Regions from separate parts of the Danio rerio genome. Here region 2 is linked to region 1. A link is a contact called in public Micro-C data. All regions are on one chromosome and are shown on one strand. Each heading gives the region's core, a stretch centred on a gene start, on an enhancer-like site or on the middle of the called end of the contact. The rest is flanking DNA. Distances are from core to core; before and after follow the strand shown. Region 1 holds the start of lrch1 (leucine-rich repeats and calponin homology (CH) domain containing 1). Region 2 overlaps lrch1 (leucine-rich repeats and calponin homology (CH) domain containing 1).

The links. A called contact is a pair of places that touch in the nucleus more often than the background predicts.
Region 2: a Micro-C map of caudal fin shows a contact between it and region 1, with 3 times the contacts expected there. The contact joins the enhancer-like site here to the promoter of lrch1 in region 1. A contact is called at or near these places in 4 of 18 Hi-C or Micro-C datasets (caudal fin, hematopoietic stem cells, skeletal muscle and 1 more) and 1 of 4 datasets of contacts at active chromatin or transcription factors (caudal fin).

The regions. Positions count from the first base shown.
Region 1 is chr9:26,719,168-26,722,858 of GRCz12tu, reverse strand. lrch1 (leucine-rich repeats and calponin homology (CH) domain containing 1) reads right to left here and starts at 1,809. Exons shown (of 20, transcript XR_012385369.1): 1 at 1,462-1,809. All of the region lies in intron 1 of rubcnl (rubicon like autophagy enhancer), which reads left to right.
Region 2 is chr9:26,776,632-26,780,040 of GRCz12tu, reverse strand. It overlaps lrch1 (leucine-rich repeats and calponin homology (CH) domain containing 1), which reads right to left. Exons shown (of 20, transcript XR_012385369.1): 17 at 893-1,002; 18 at 582-719; 19 at 32-109. Among named protein-coding and RNA genes, the nearest start is that of esd, 28 kb to the left of the region's middle. Within about 2 kb of position 1,365, at least 22 of the 62 cell types and tissues checked have an H3K27ac peak or open chromatin away from gene starts, as enhancers often do. A contact at or near this core is called in caudal fin, where this site is marked.

The DNA of each region.
Region 1 (3,691 bases), core at 560-3,059:
TCTGGATGTTTGTTATCAGTAAATTGGTGCAAACTGTAAAGGTATTTATTCTTGTAATCAAAGAGCAAAAATAGTATTCACCATGAGTATATCAGGGCATTGAATGATATGGAGTCTCTAATATCAACTGCTGGTTGTGGTCCAATAAACAACACGGTTTTCTGAATATTACATATTGTTTCATTAAGAGGTCAAATAACTAAACATTCAGGGATGAACCGTTCAGAGTAAGATCTACATTATGGAATATATATTTTATATATATATATATATATATATATATATATATATATATATATATATATATATATATATATATATATATATTTATTTATTTATTTATTTATTTATTTATTTATAGGATAAATTATGAATATGGACTTGTTAACACTGAACATGTTTTTGTGTTTCCAAATAAACAAATTGTAAAAAAAAAAAAAATGTCTGTATCCACTATTACATACTGTAATTTAAACTTTACTTCTTATGTATTTACCAACGGTTTGTCAAAAAATCTCAACACCACTTGGCTCAGGTGCTGTTTTCTTTATATTATTATAATCGGAAGGAGAAATAGTTAAAAAAAAATGTTTACTTTGAACATTGACAAAATGGTTGAGTGAATAATTCAGTAGCTCATTCATCACACAAGAAACACTGCCTCAACTCAGAACATCTAACCTATTTCTAATTCTACAAAAGAAAGATGGCAAAGTTGGCTAGTTGATGATTCACCAACTCACTAATGTACTATACAGATTAAACCACTAAATAATCATTTTGCCTAATATTTTTTAAGTTAGCTTGTAATATTTTGAGGTCATGCACAAATGTTTCCTCAGTGCATCCTCAATGACGTAACAGCTGCAAGTTAATTATTCACGCCGTGTAGTAAGTAAACAATAGAACTAATCCCAGCAGACCCTGTGAACATCAGCCTTCAGGGTTCCCGTTTCAAAACAAAACCCACGAATGGATTCATTTTCATTTCGTAGGCTGTGCTCTTCTGAACTCCAGAAATGGAAATGAAATCTCCTGTCATGAGTGTAAGGGGATTTCCATAGTACTCATTATGTGCACAAGCTGGTCAAATAGGAAGTCTTGTACGCGGACAGTCCAGCGCGACAATAACAACGTCCGTCACATCATCAAAGTTCCGTCCAGGGCGTTAGAAACGCATCTGGATTCAACTAAAGTTGCCCACATCAGCACTGTCCTGTCAGCAACATACTCTGTAACATTTTATACACAAGCTGACACAACGTTTCATCTGATTCTGTTGACTTTGAGCTGTGTAATGAAACTTATGAAAATCCCAAACTTAGTGGTAAAAATGCGACAAAAAAACAACTCATTATGGGCAACATTCCCGTTTGAAACTATTCTGAGCGCATCTGACGGAGAGAGCGCGCGCGCACACAGCGTGCTACTAAACACAAACACAGCATCACTTCACTTTACCTGCTTCAACCGTATCCGTCAGGTCATAATTTGATGCAGTCCGAGGGAATTCTTTCAGTTTCCTTGTACTGAGGTTCAGAAATCCAGAGTTCGCCGCATCCTCCAACGCTCTCTCCAAGCCTCGGTTGAGGGGCAGGTTCGTGCTGGAGCCCAGTCCGCTCAGGTTCGTCTGTAATGCGGCAGAAGGCAGCTGGGAAAGAGGACGGGGCTCCGGTCCCAGCGTCGCCATATTCGCCCCGTCGGGGAAAAAGCTCGTCGAAAAACTCTACTATCTGTAAATCCCGCTGAAAATGCTCTGCTCTCTAAAGCTGTAGGTGAATTTCCTCCTAGTGCGCTTTCTGGCTGTCCATTATGACGCGTCTGCGCAGTTTGTTTATGGATCTGAGCTCGTGCCAATAACGGGTTTACTGGGCTTCACTGCAGCGGCATCTGCTGTACGTTCACTGGAACAGCAAACCGTGGTGCAATAATATGTCATGCAGTGATGATATTGAAGTTTAGTGTATGAAGATACGTAAAAAAATGGGGATGATTTTACTTAATGGAATTCATTTCATTGTTTTACGCACAGTTCAGTGATATTAAGCACACTATGGATCTATGCATGCTCTCCGCATAAAACTTTAAAAATAAATCACTTTAAGATTTTATTTCTAAAGTTCATTCATTCATTCATTTTCTTGTTGGCTTAATCCCTTTATTAATCCAGGGTTGCCACAGTGGAATGAACCGCCAACTTATCCAGCACGTTTTTACACAGCGGATGCCTTTCCAGCCGCAACCCATCTCTGGGAAACAAACACACACACACAGACACACACACACACACACACACACACACACACACACACACACACACACACACACACACACACACACACACACACACACACACACACACACAGCAGACAATTTAGCCTACCCAATACCCCTGTACCCCATGTATTTGAACTGTGGGGGAAACTGTAGCACCTGGAGGAAACCCACCCGAACGCAGTGAGAATATGCAAACTCCACACGAGGTTCGAACCAGCAACCCAGCGACCCTCTTGCTGTGAGGCGACAGCACTACCTACTGCCCACTTCTTTGCCCCTTTTCTAAAGTTAATTACTCTATATTAATATAAAATAAAATATATAGCAAAAATAGTCATAATATAAAACACACACACACACATATACGCACACACACACACATATATATATATATATATATATATATATATATATATATATATATATATATATATATTTCATTCATTCATTCATTCATTTTCTTTTTGGCTTAGTCCCTTTATTAATCAGGGTTCACCACAGCGGAATGGACCGCCAACTTATCCAGCATATGTTTTACACAGTGGATGCTTATCCAACCGTAACCCAGTACTGGGAAACACCCATACACTCTGACATGCAGATACATACATTAAGGCCAATTTAGTTTATTCATTTCACCTTTAGTGCATATCTTTGGATTGAGGAAAACCAAGGAAACAAAGGGAGAGCAAGAAGGTTGCTGGTTCGAGCCCTGGCTGGGCATTTGGTTTCTGTGTGGAGTTTGCATGTTCTTCCAATGTTGGCGTGGGCTTCCTCCAGGTGCTCCGGTTTCCCCCAGTCCAAAGATATGCTCTATAGGTGAACTAAATAAACTAAATTGGCTGTAGTGTATGAGTGTGTATGCATGTTTCCCAGTACTGGGTTGCAGCTGGAAGAGCATTCACTGTGTAAAACATATAATGAATAAAGAGACTAAGCCAAAGGAAAATGAAGTATATTTGTGTATATGAGAAAGTAAAACTATTTAAGATTAAAGTTACTGTGTCTTAATGACTTTAATGACCCAAAAAAGACAACTAAAAGAACTTTAAAGCAAAACATTTTAAATAAAACCTAATGAAATCATTTGAACACTTTATTATTGCCCTTATTTCAGTAATTTAGTATGCTGCATTAGTATTCTAATCAAGCAGGCAAGACACTGCATGTTCTGCTTTTCTAAAGAATTCGCACATTGGCTCATATTTAGAGACCAAGGAAGTGAAACTGCTTGCAGCGAATCAGATCATATCATAAATGAAAGCTTCAACTTCTCTCCAGGTTACTCAAACAAGATATGGTGAGTTTTGCTGGATTTTATCTCTTTGTTAGATCACAACATAATCAAAAGCATTAGAATAGAGAAACAAGGATATATAGTTTACAATCTGCATATTAATGAAGTTGTAAATTT
Region 2 (3,409 bases), core at 116-2,615, 58 kb before region 1:
AGAATTTAATAAAAAAATAAAAAATATTCACCTCAGGGACTCCCATTTTTCTGCAGGCATCCAAGAAATTTTCAACGTTTCTGCGACATTTAGCCATGCTAAGCTTGGGCTGGAGGTTTAACATTGTTCATGCAGAGATGACAGAGGGTACAAAGAAAAGAGAGAGAGAAAAAAAACACTGATTAACAGAAAGTGACTTCTTTGATTACAATTAAAATCTCAGTAAAAATATTAAGCTGTTCTCAACATTCATAATAACAAGAAATGATTCTTCAGGTCTTTATCAGCTTATTATAAGGTCTCCAAAGTATAATGTAACACTGAAAACTGGCGTAATGAAAATTCAGCTTTGCCATAAAATGTTTTGATTTTCACTTCTACTTCAATTGATAAGTTTTATTTAAAATCTAAAATAGTTTTTCACACTAATACAGTTTTTATTTTATTGTATTTTTAATCAAATACATATAGCACACTTAGAGCCTTTCATAAAAATAAAAAAACTGGAAAAATCAGTCACCCCAAAAGGTGACCCACGATGTTAGTGTGTATGCTTTATGGATAATTCAAGGATGTCTCACCACTGCAGGTGATGGTACATGAATACTGCCAACTGATCGCGGCCGAATGTGATTGACTAGGTGACAAAGCACGACCCCGTCACTGAGAGAGCATCCCAGATCCTCAGGAAGAACCACTTTCAGTCTGCTCTCAATACTCTGTCAAAAACAACATTGAGTTAACATTCTACATTCAACCTCATTTGTAAATATATATAAATGTGTGTTTCATGTCCCCTGTGGGGTCACTGTATTGCTATATATTCTGTCAACTTTATCTCAACTAATATATTTAAAACACACATCTTTTTTATATGAGAATGTCTGTGCACCTCTCGAAGTTGCTCTGTGAGCTCCAGCTCTTCTCTTAGCTGCTCCATCTTTCTCCTCATGGTGAACTGAGGATCCACAGATTCCAGAGTCTTGTGCGTCCTGAAAAACACTGTCACACAACTGAAGCGTCACCAGTCTGCACACAGCACCTTATATCTCCTATCACATTCACAAAAATAAAAACACACCATTAATTTTCAATCATGGAATGCTCAAACTCAAAAGCTTTAAGTTACATGTGGCAATTCAACATGAAGAGACTAAAACAGTTAATAGATGCTGGCTTAATGCTTCTTAACCAACAAGAAACATTTATTAAGTTCTTTCCTCATAATAACACTCCCTAATTCTAAAGAGACTGAAATGCTGTTCATTTTACAATATTTCCCCTGAAGGGGGAGCAGTGGACATGATAGAGAGAGAGAGAGGAATATTGAGAAAGACAAGAGCACAATGTATCATTCCACACATCAGAGCGTGCTGCTGTAGTTGCATAACTACTCATCCTGTGAAGAAATGAAAGGAAAAGGACAGTATGAAGGGAGCACTAAAAGGATGTTATTCCAGAACATTCCTCCCTCTTTTTTGTTGTCTGAGTTTAAAGCCCTGAAGCAGTGTGTCTGTGCTTGGACATTGACGTAATAAAGCAAGCACATGCTTGACGTCTCTGGGCAGCATTAGGAAAAAGAGTGCTTGTTCGTACCTTATTAAACCTATTTTCCGGCCCATATTTGTATCCTAATATGGGCTAAATCTGACATCTGTCAAAACCTCCTATTGGTAGTAGGGGGTCCTTATTTGTTAAATAAATAAATGACTGTATGAGTTACTTTCTTCTCTGAACAAAAAATAATGTAGTTTGAAGATTGTTAGAAACTGGTAGCTGATCGTAACTATCGATGTAAATGTCGTCCAGTTTCCAATATTTCTGATAATACCTTTCTTTATGTTCAGCAAATGTTTGTAGCCACTTAAAAAAAAATATTCAGGGGTAAATAGCTAATTTTGAAACAAATCTATTGAAAATCAAATCCCCTTTTAAACAGCTTATCTGTTTACAACAACAACAACAAAGAAAAAAAATCTCACATGCTATAGAGGAAAGTCTAAAGCATTTAAGTGTGCTTTAGGACACACTTATTTAATTGAATGAATGCTAGTGTTTTATTAGTTTTTTTTTTTTTTACATTGAATTTCTCCTGTTTCTGACAGCCCATCACAGGAATTCATGTTTGTTTACCAAATAGCAAAAAGTGCTGTTCTTGGAGAAAACTGTCTGAAAGCTATCCTTTTTTGAAGGTATTGACACAATTTAAACAATTTACTTTTAAAGCAAAGTAATTTTCTCATGACTTGAGCAGCGCACATCTCTAACTCCAGCTTTATTCAGGCTTTTACTATTACACTGTGCATGTAGACATCAAGTATTCCAGAAGGTTATGGACAAACAGGTCAAAAACAAAAGAACAAAACTGTACAACTGTACAAAATAAGTTACAACTTCTATACCAAAATGGCCCTTTTGGTCAAAAGTAAATCTCTGTATAATCTCAACACATTATTTACAAAGGGCTTGTTTGCATATGATTTTGATTTTAACTACCAATAAGAATGTTATCTTCTCTGTTCATTTTGTTTACAGACATGAAAGCCATCAGAATCCACTTTGTCCTCCTCATATTTTAAAGTTGAATACAGCCCATTGGTACAGATATTGTTTTTTTCTTTCCATCACTCCCTCTTCCTCTTTTTTTCTCATAAGACGGTGAGTAAGTACACGTCTCCCGTCCATTTTTCATCCTCTGAAAGCATTTCCACTTAAATGGAGGTCTGATTTTCCCTCTGGGGCCATTATCTAGCTCTTCAAAATAGCAGCTCTATAAATACACACAGCTCCATTTAAAGCCACTGGGCCACCCCAAATTTCAGCCCCTTCAGATCCCCTCTCACTCCTGTGAATGAAAGCCCATTGAATGCTACATTAAAAATCTTAGAGGCATTTTTAGATGCAAAGGTTTTGTCAACGCATTGGTGACTGACTTAGACATGATACTGAACTTCATGCAAACTTGTCTTTATTGACATTATAGTAATTACAAAACTATTTGATTTAATTTCTACAGTGGAGACTAAAAGGAGACATAATTGTTCAACACCACAGTTTGGCTACTATCAATCTTCATTATATCTTCCTGTGTATTCCTCAGATAAAAAGACTATCATGCAGATTTGGAACAAAATTAGGGTTAGGGTTTATAAATGTTAATTTTTTTTACTGTTTAAAGGAGCTATGTGTAAGTTTTTGACTCTTCTAAAGCATAAAAATACCATAGTATGTTTGCAGATATTTAAGAAACATGCCAAGTGAACATTCTTGTTTATCTGAAAAACGATGCTGAAGTCAGATATTCTGCATTGAAAATGTCTATTACGTGCCAAAACGCTCTTTGTTTTGGTTCTTTTAAATTGTCCACTGCCACTTTAGCCAATTATACTTCAGCACCCCAGGTTGCCTT